Linked DNA regions of Mus musculus: region 1 is linked to region 2. A link is a contact called in public Hi-C data. All regions are on one chromosome and are shown on one strand. The core of a region is the stretch at or near the end of the contact, and the rest is flanking DNA. Distances in the headings are between cores, read along the strand shown.

Region 1 (2,700 bases), core at 9-2,508, 190 kb before region 2:
GAGGAGCTTGGCCAAGTCTCTGACATATTGTGATTTTTTTTCTCCTATTCATAAAAACTAGAACCAAAGACTGAAAGCATGGTGGCAAAGAGTTCTTTTATTTATTACATTAATTTTCTTGTATGTGTGTGCAAGTATGTATTATGTACGTAAGTATGTATGTATGCTTGTATGTATGTATGTACATGTGTGCATACACCTATGGAGTATCTTCATTATGTAGCTTCCTCTGACAATCCACCTCTTTTCGCCTCCTCACACCTCCACAGCAGATTCTTTCCCAAAGAAACCAACGAATTCTTTCAGAAGAAACTTGGGTTCTTGCTATCGAGGAAGAACTTACTGCTGTTTCTGGTGTTTTTAAGGAAAGGTTGAAAAACAGTAGATAGGGGGCTCAGGAAGGAAAGAACTCTGACTACTCAGGAGCTAGAAGAGAGCTAAGCTACTCAACAGCCCTTGCAGAGATGGAACTGGAGCGGTCTTATACCCTGCGGGTGGCTGTCGAAGGTCCAGAGCCACGGCAAAGCCAGATTGAGAAGTGGACTGGGAAGAGAGACCCTTGGACTCCGCAGAAGGAGCAGGGAGTTCAACAGAGGGGTCAGGGTGTGGCATGGGATCAGAACCAGGTGCCTGCTGTGGTTTCCTCTGACACACCCTCCTGAGCCAGGTGCAGCCACTTCTCTGCCAGCACCTGCAGGACCTGGGCTGGCTGAGCCAAGACCGGGTCCCACCCCAGCGGGAGGTTTGCGAGGCGCTTCTTGCCAGAGGCAAGCGTTGGCTCCCAATCAAGCTCTTCTCTGTACTTCCCTTCCTGGTCTGCGCCCAGCCTGTACAGCCGCTCTGTGAGCCACCCCCACCTCCAGCTGCCTGCTCTCTTTACCTCAATCCAACCCAGACCTAACCTATTGCCTACAGACTCCAACGCTTCTTCCTCCAGGATGAGAGCTAGGGAGGATCTTGAGTTTCAACTCAAAAAGCATAGGGACAAAGCCGTGACACAGGCGACTAGGAGAATGGTTCTTTTTTTGCAATCTCATTCAAAATCCAAGAAGATAAAGAGTTGGGTGGGGGAGCCACTGGGTTCTTCAATCTTAACCACTCTTAGTCCCAGAAAAGGGAACTAAAAAGAATAGGGGTCTGCTAGGGTTCTGAGGGCACCTATCCCAAAGGCGCGCTTGCCCCAGTGATGTAAGTTTCTGATAGCGAGACTTCTCTCTCCCTGGCACTGGGAGTGTGTGCTAAATCCGGGCAAGGGTTAACCACTTCAGGAGATTAGATCAAGGTTGGGTTTAACTTTTACACAAGACGCTGGAGGGCATGTCTTAACTGTTGAGGTGCATTGTGAATTTAGAGTTTGGGTGTGGAAGCTCAGCCTCCTTGTTTTATAATCTACACAGGTGTGCAGGGGACTTCAAAGCCAGTGCCAGAAGGAGGTCGTTGGTGGTGGGGGGAGGGTTGGGGTGGGGATGGGGGCGTACAAGCAATAGCAATCCCACAGAGCAGCTGCTAATTCAGCTTTTGCCAGCCTGGCTTTGCCATTGATTTTGAAATCCCAGCATCTTTCTATAAGAGCCCTTCTCACTGAAGAAAATGGGGACTTTCCCATCCAACTGTGTGGTTTCAGATCTGAAAACCCTTCGCTAAAAGTGACTCTAGTAGAATGTTTGCCTAGGCAAATTCAGCAGGATATTAGGTTAGGTCACAGAGCCCACCACACTGGGTAATTCTGGGCCTGGCATGGCATCTTGTGGTAACACTAGCCATCAGCTGGAATTTCATAATGGAGAATATATGGAGCGTGTGGTCGGGTTAGCCTTGCTTCCATCCTGCAAACTCAATTACATTAGTGACTATGGCGTCCCCTTTTATGAGAGAGTGATGCTCTCTAATTGATCAATGTTCAGTAGGGCAAACACTTGGAGTTGTATTTTTTCCCCTCAATGTTATTGGGGTTGATAACTATTACCATACTGGGGGCAAACCCCTCCTTCCAAATGCTGCTGTGGAATTTTATTGAAAGCTGAGGGGGTGTTTATGCAGTTACCCTCTGGCTTCTTTTCCTCTTTAGTATTTTCAATGATTTGTGGCCCATGAATCACCGAAAATAAAGTTTTAAAACCCCCCAGAAACCAGTGGAAACACTTAGCACATTTCACACTAATTATACCCACCCCACTCCAGATCCCAAATGTTCATTGCTCTCAATTTGTCTACTTTTTTTCATTCGTTGACAATTTGGAAAGGTCCAGATTCAACTGCCTGTTCTGAGGGTAGGGTAACTGAAAGTCACTTCAGTAAAGGGAAGTCCTATTAGTTTTGGTTCAACCAGTCTCTCTCTTCCTCAGAAGATGGGAGCAATCCTTTCCACCCCCATTTTCATAGATTCACACATTGTTTAGATTCCTTAGATGTCTTCACTTTAAAGAAAGGTTATTTTAAATACTGGGACGTTTTTTCATGGAAAAATATATTTTAATATGATTTTTACAAATCAGAAAATGTAGAATGGTTAACGTAAACCCGGAGCCCTGGGGCACCCACCTTCAGACACTTTGTATCTTCCACGGCTTGCCACGAAGCTAATGACCTTCTTACTAGCAAACACCACACATAAAAATAAATAATAAAGACAGTACTTTGTGTAACCCAGGCTAGCCTCAAACTGTTTCTATAGCCGAGGATGACCTTACACTAATCTTC
Region 2 (2,700 bases), core at 94-2,593:
GACTGGGGATTAGAACAGGTGACTCTCATGCTACAAAGGATTGTGCGGCCACTGTAGAGATTTAGGGAGTGTTAATAAGGGCGGGGGGGTGGGGTGGGGACAACCAGGCATAGGGGTATTATTGCCTGTAATACCAGCACTTGGTAGTCGAAGGCAAGAGGATTAGAGGTTCAAAGCCAGCCTTTGCTCCAGGCTGGCCTGAACTACATGAGACCTTTTTGTTTGTTTGTTTTAAAAGAGAGAATGGAGAGGAAAGAAATGACAGGAAGAGAAAAGGAAGGAAGCAAAGAGGAAGGAAAGACAGACAAAAATTGGCATCATTTCTAAATCATGTTTGATCATCTTTAATGATTTCATGGTGATCTTACACATCCACTTTGGTGTGTGTTCGTGTGTGTGTGTGTGTGTGTGTGTGCGCATGTATGCCTCTATGCATGCATGTTCATGCATGTGTGCATGCATGTAACTAGAATGAGATGGTAGACTTGCATATCTCAAAACACATTTAACATGTTATTAAAATTCTTTATAACATTTAGTTTTTAACAGTCAGCACTTTTGTTTTGTTTTTTAACTACTTTTTTGCACTCAGTTTGCGGGCCACTTGTATCTTGGAGCCATTACAACAGATTTTACAAGGAGTATCTTTTCTTCTCTCTTTTTAATTTTTTTACTTTTATTTTTGAGACAGCATTTCTCTGTGTAGCCCTGGCTGTCCTAGAACTTCCTCTGTAGAGCAGGCTGGCCTTGAACTCAGAGATCCATCTATCTCAGCCTCCCAAGTACTGAGATCAAAGGGGTGTGTCACAAAGGCCTGGCTAAGGAGATGTCTTTTCAGGCATAGCTTAGAGGCTCGTCCTGTAGCTTACAGTCTTTGAAGTCAAATTGCAAGTCAATGAGAGTGGTAAAAATGTGGAAGAAACCGAAGTGATGGCTCACTTCTGTCATCCCAGCATTTGGGAGCTTGAGACAGGAAAATCATGGGGGTTCCAAGCCAGCCGGAGCTATACAGCAAGACTCTGTTCAACGAATAAACAGAAAGGGAAATGTCTATTTTAGTTTTGTTCCAGGAAGTTATCCATCTACTTTGAGTTTTCTGAGTGACCTTCATTAGGACATCCTACATTATGTAGATTGAATTCTGTGTCCTTCTTTCTCAGGCCTGAGTCATTAACCCCAAGGTCGCCAGGCAAACAGGTGCACTCTTTGAATGAATCACCCAGCACAGATTTTTTTTTTTTTCTTCTATCAAAATCCCCAGCAAGCTTGGCGCTTCTCGTGCCCAGTTCCCCTCTGTCTTACCCATGGATGCTTACAGCTTGCCCTTCCTGTTTTCTGCCTCCTGAAAGATGTGTGTGCTTTGAATCACACTGCCCCACGCTGCCAGCTCTCATCTGTTAGATCCTGTCCTTAAGTCCAGGGGCATTTTCCACTGACAAGTCTTTCATTAGTTTCTCTCTCCAAGGGGTTGTAACACCTTGTCATCTGATCATCCTGGCCAATCTCCCGCAAGACGATCGTATCATACAGATCATTAATAAGGATGAAGTGTGTGCACCCTGAGTGAGTGAGCTCCCAGCCCCGCCCGGCACTCCACCCTGCGTCAGTTTCAGCCCTACGCATCCTGACACTTCTGTGCTTTCTAATTTCAGTTCACGTGACCAATAGTGACTTCACGAGCTGTACTCTGCAGTCAGAATCTCCTGCAGGGCCTGCATCCCTGTCACACCCCTGATCCCCCTTCCCCACCCATAGATGCCCTGGATGACTTGCTACAACTGGACTCCACCGGGTTTAGGAACCTTGTTGGGTAAGCACAACAGGAAACCTTGAGATAGGAAGTGAGTCAGGGAGAGCTCTCTTAGGGTCCTCTATAAATGTTGTTACAGGATGGCCATTGCTTCTTTACAAGGCAGCCCCTCCCCCAAGCCCCCAAATCCACTCCATCCTTCTCAGCCCCGGGGATGGTAAGAGCCCTATTGGATATCACTCAGACTTTCTTCCACCCTCTGGTGGCTTTACTACACCCTGGTCATTCTTATAAGACATCCTTTAAACCCTCCTGAACTGAGCCAGCGTGAACATGCCATCAGCTCCTCACTAAAATTCTGATGGATACACTACAGCATCTGACCAGCCCCAGGCTAATGCCACTGCAGGGCTGGGCTGGCCACCACACCTGCCACCTCTGCTCCCAGACATTCAACACTGCTGCCAAAACCCTGTGGGCACCCAGCCTCCCTTCCTCTCAGATCCACAAATGCTCGGCGATTTTGGAGTTCTTACATTTGTTAATATAAAAGGGCTTTGAAATTCTCCTGGCAAGAGCAGACTTTTAGTGTTCCAGTATTTTCCATGTATTCACTTAACAAATATTTGTTGAACTCCTCCCATGTGCCAGACACCGAGCTAGACGGCAAGCACACATCTGTGGGCAAAGCAGACTCCCATAAGGTTGTGGGAAGGAAGCCGCAGAAAGTGCTGGCATGTCACGATGGCCTCCTGCAACACAGGGCCTGAGGAATGTGTCCCCAATGGAGGATGTGCCAGTTCCTACTGGGGTCTTATCTTCAACAGGTCATGATGTCCCAAAAGATCTTCTGTACAAGAATATACAAAAGCAATTCTCCCTCCAAAAGTTTCCTTTAGCAAGTGTGTGGCAGGGGGACCAGCTTCCATTTCATCAGCTTCAGGAACTAA

What was found. A called contact is a pair of places that touch in the nucleus more often than the background predicts.
Region 1: a contact with region 2 is called in a Hi-C map of epidermal suprabasal cells, with 4 times the contacts expected there. The contact joins two enhancer-like sites. A contact is called at or near these places in 1 of 39 promoter capture datasets (the SN4741 cell line), 1 of 15 datasets of contacts at CTCF or cohesin (the NIH/3T3 cell line), 2 of 484 Hi-C or Micro-C datasets (epidermal suprabasal cells and urothelial organoids) and 1 of 115 datasets of contacts at active chromatin or transcription factors (pancreatic cancer cells).

What each region holds. Positions count from the first base shown.
Region 1 is chr5:64,624,614-64,627,313 of GRCm38.p6, reverse strand. No RefSeq gene overlaps it. Among named protein-coding and RNA genes, the nearest start is that of Gm3716, 15 kb to the right of the region's middle. Within about 2 kb of position 1,258, at least 100 of the 459 cell types and tissues checked have an H3K27ac peak or open chromatin away from gene starts, as enhancers often do. A contact at or near this core is called in epidermal suprabasal cells, where this site is marked.
Region 2 is chr5:64,437,499-64,440,198 of GRCm38.p6, reverse strand. No RefSeq gene overlaps it. Among named protein-coding and RNA genes, the nearest start is that of Gm31363, 13 kb to the left of the region's middle. Within about 2 kb of position 1,343, at least 52 of the 459 cell types and tissues checked have an H3K27ac peak or open chromatin away from gene starts, as enhancers often do. A contact at or near this core is called in epidermal suprabasal cells, where this site is marked.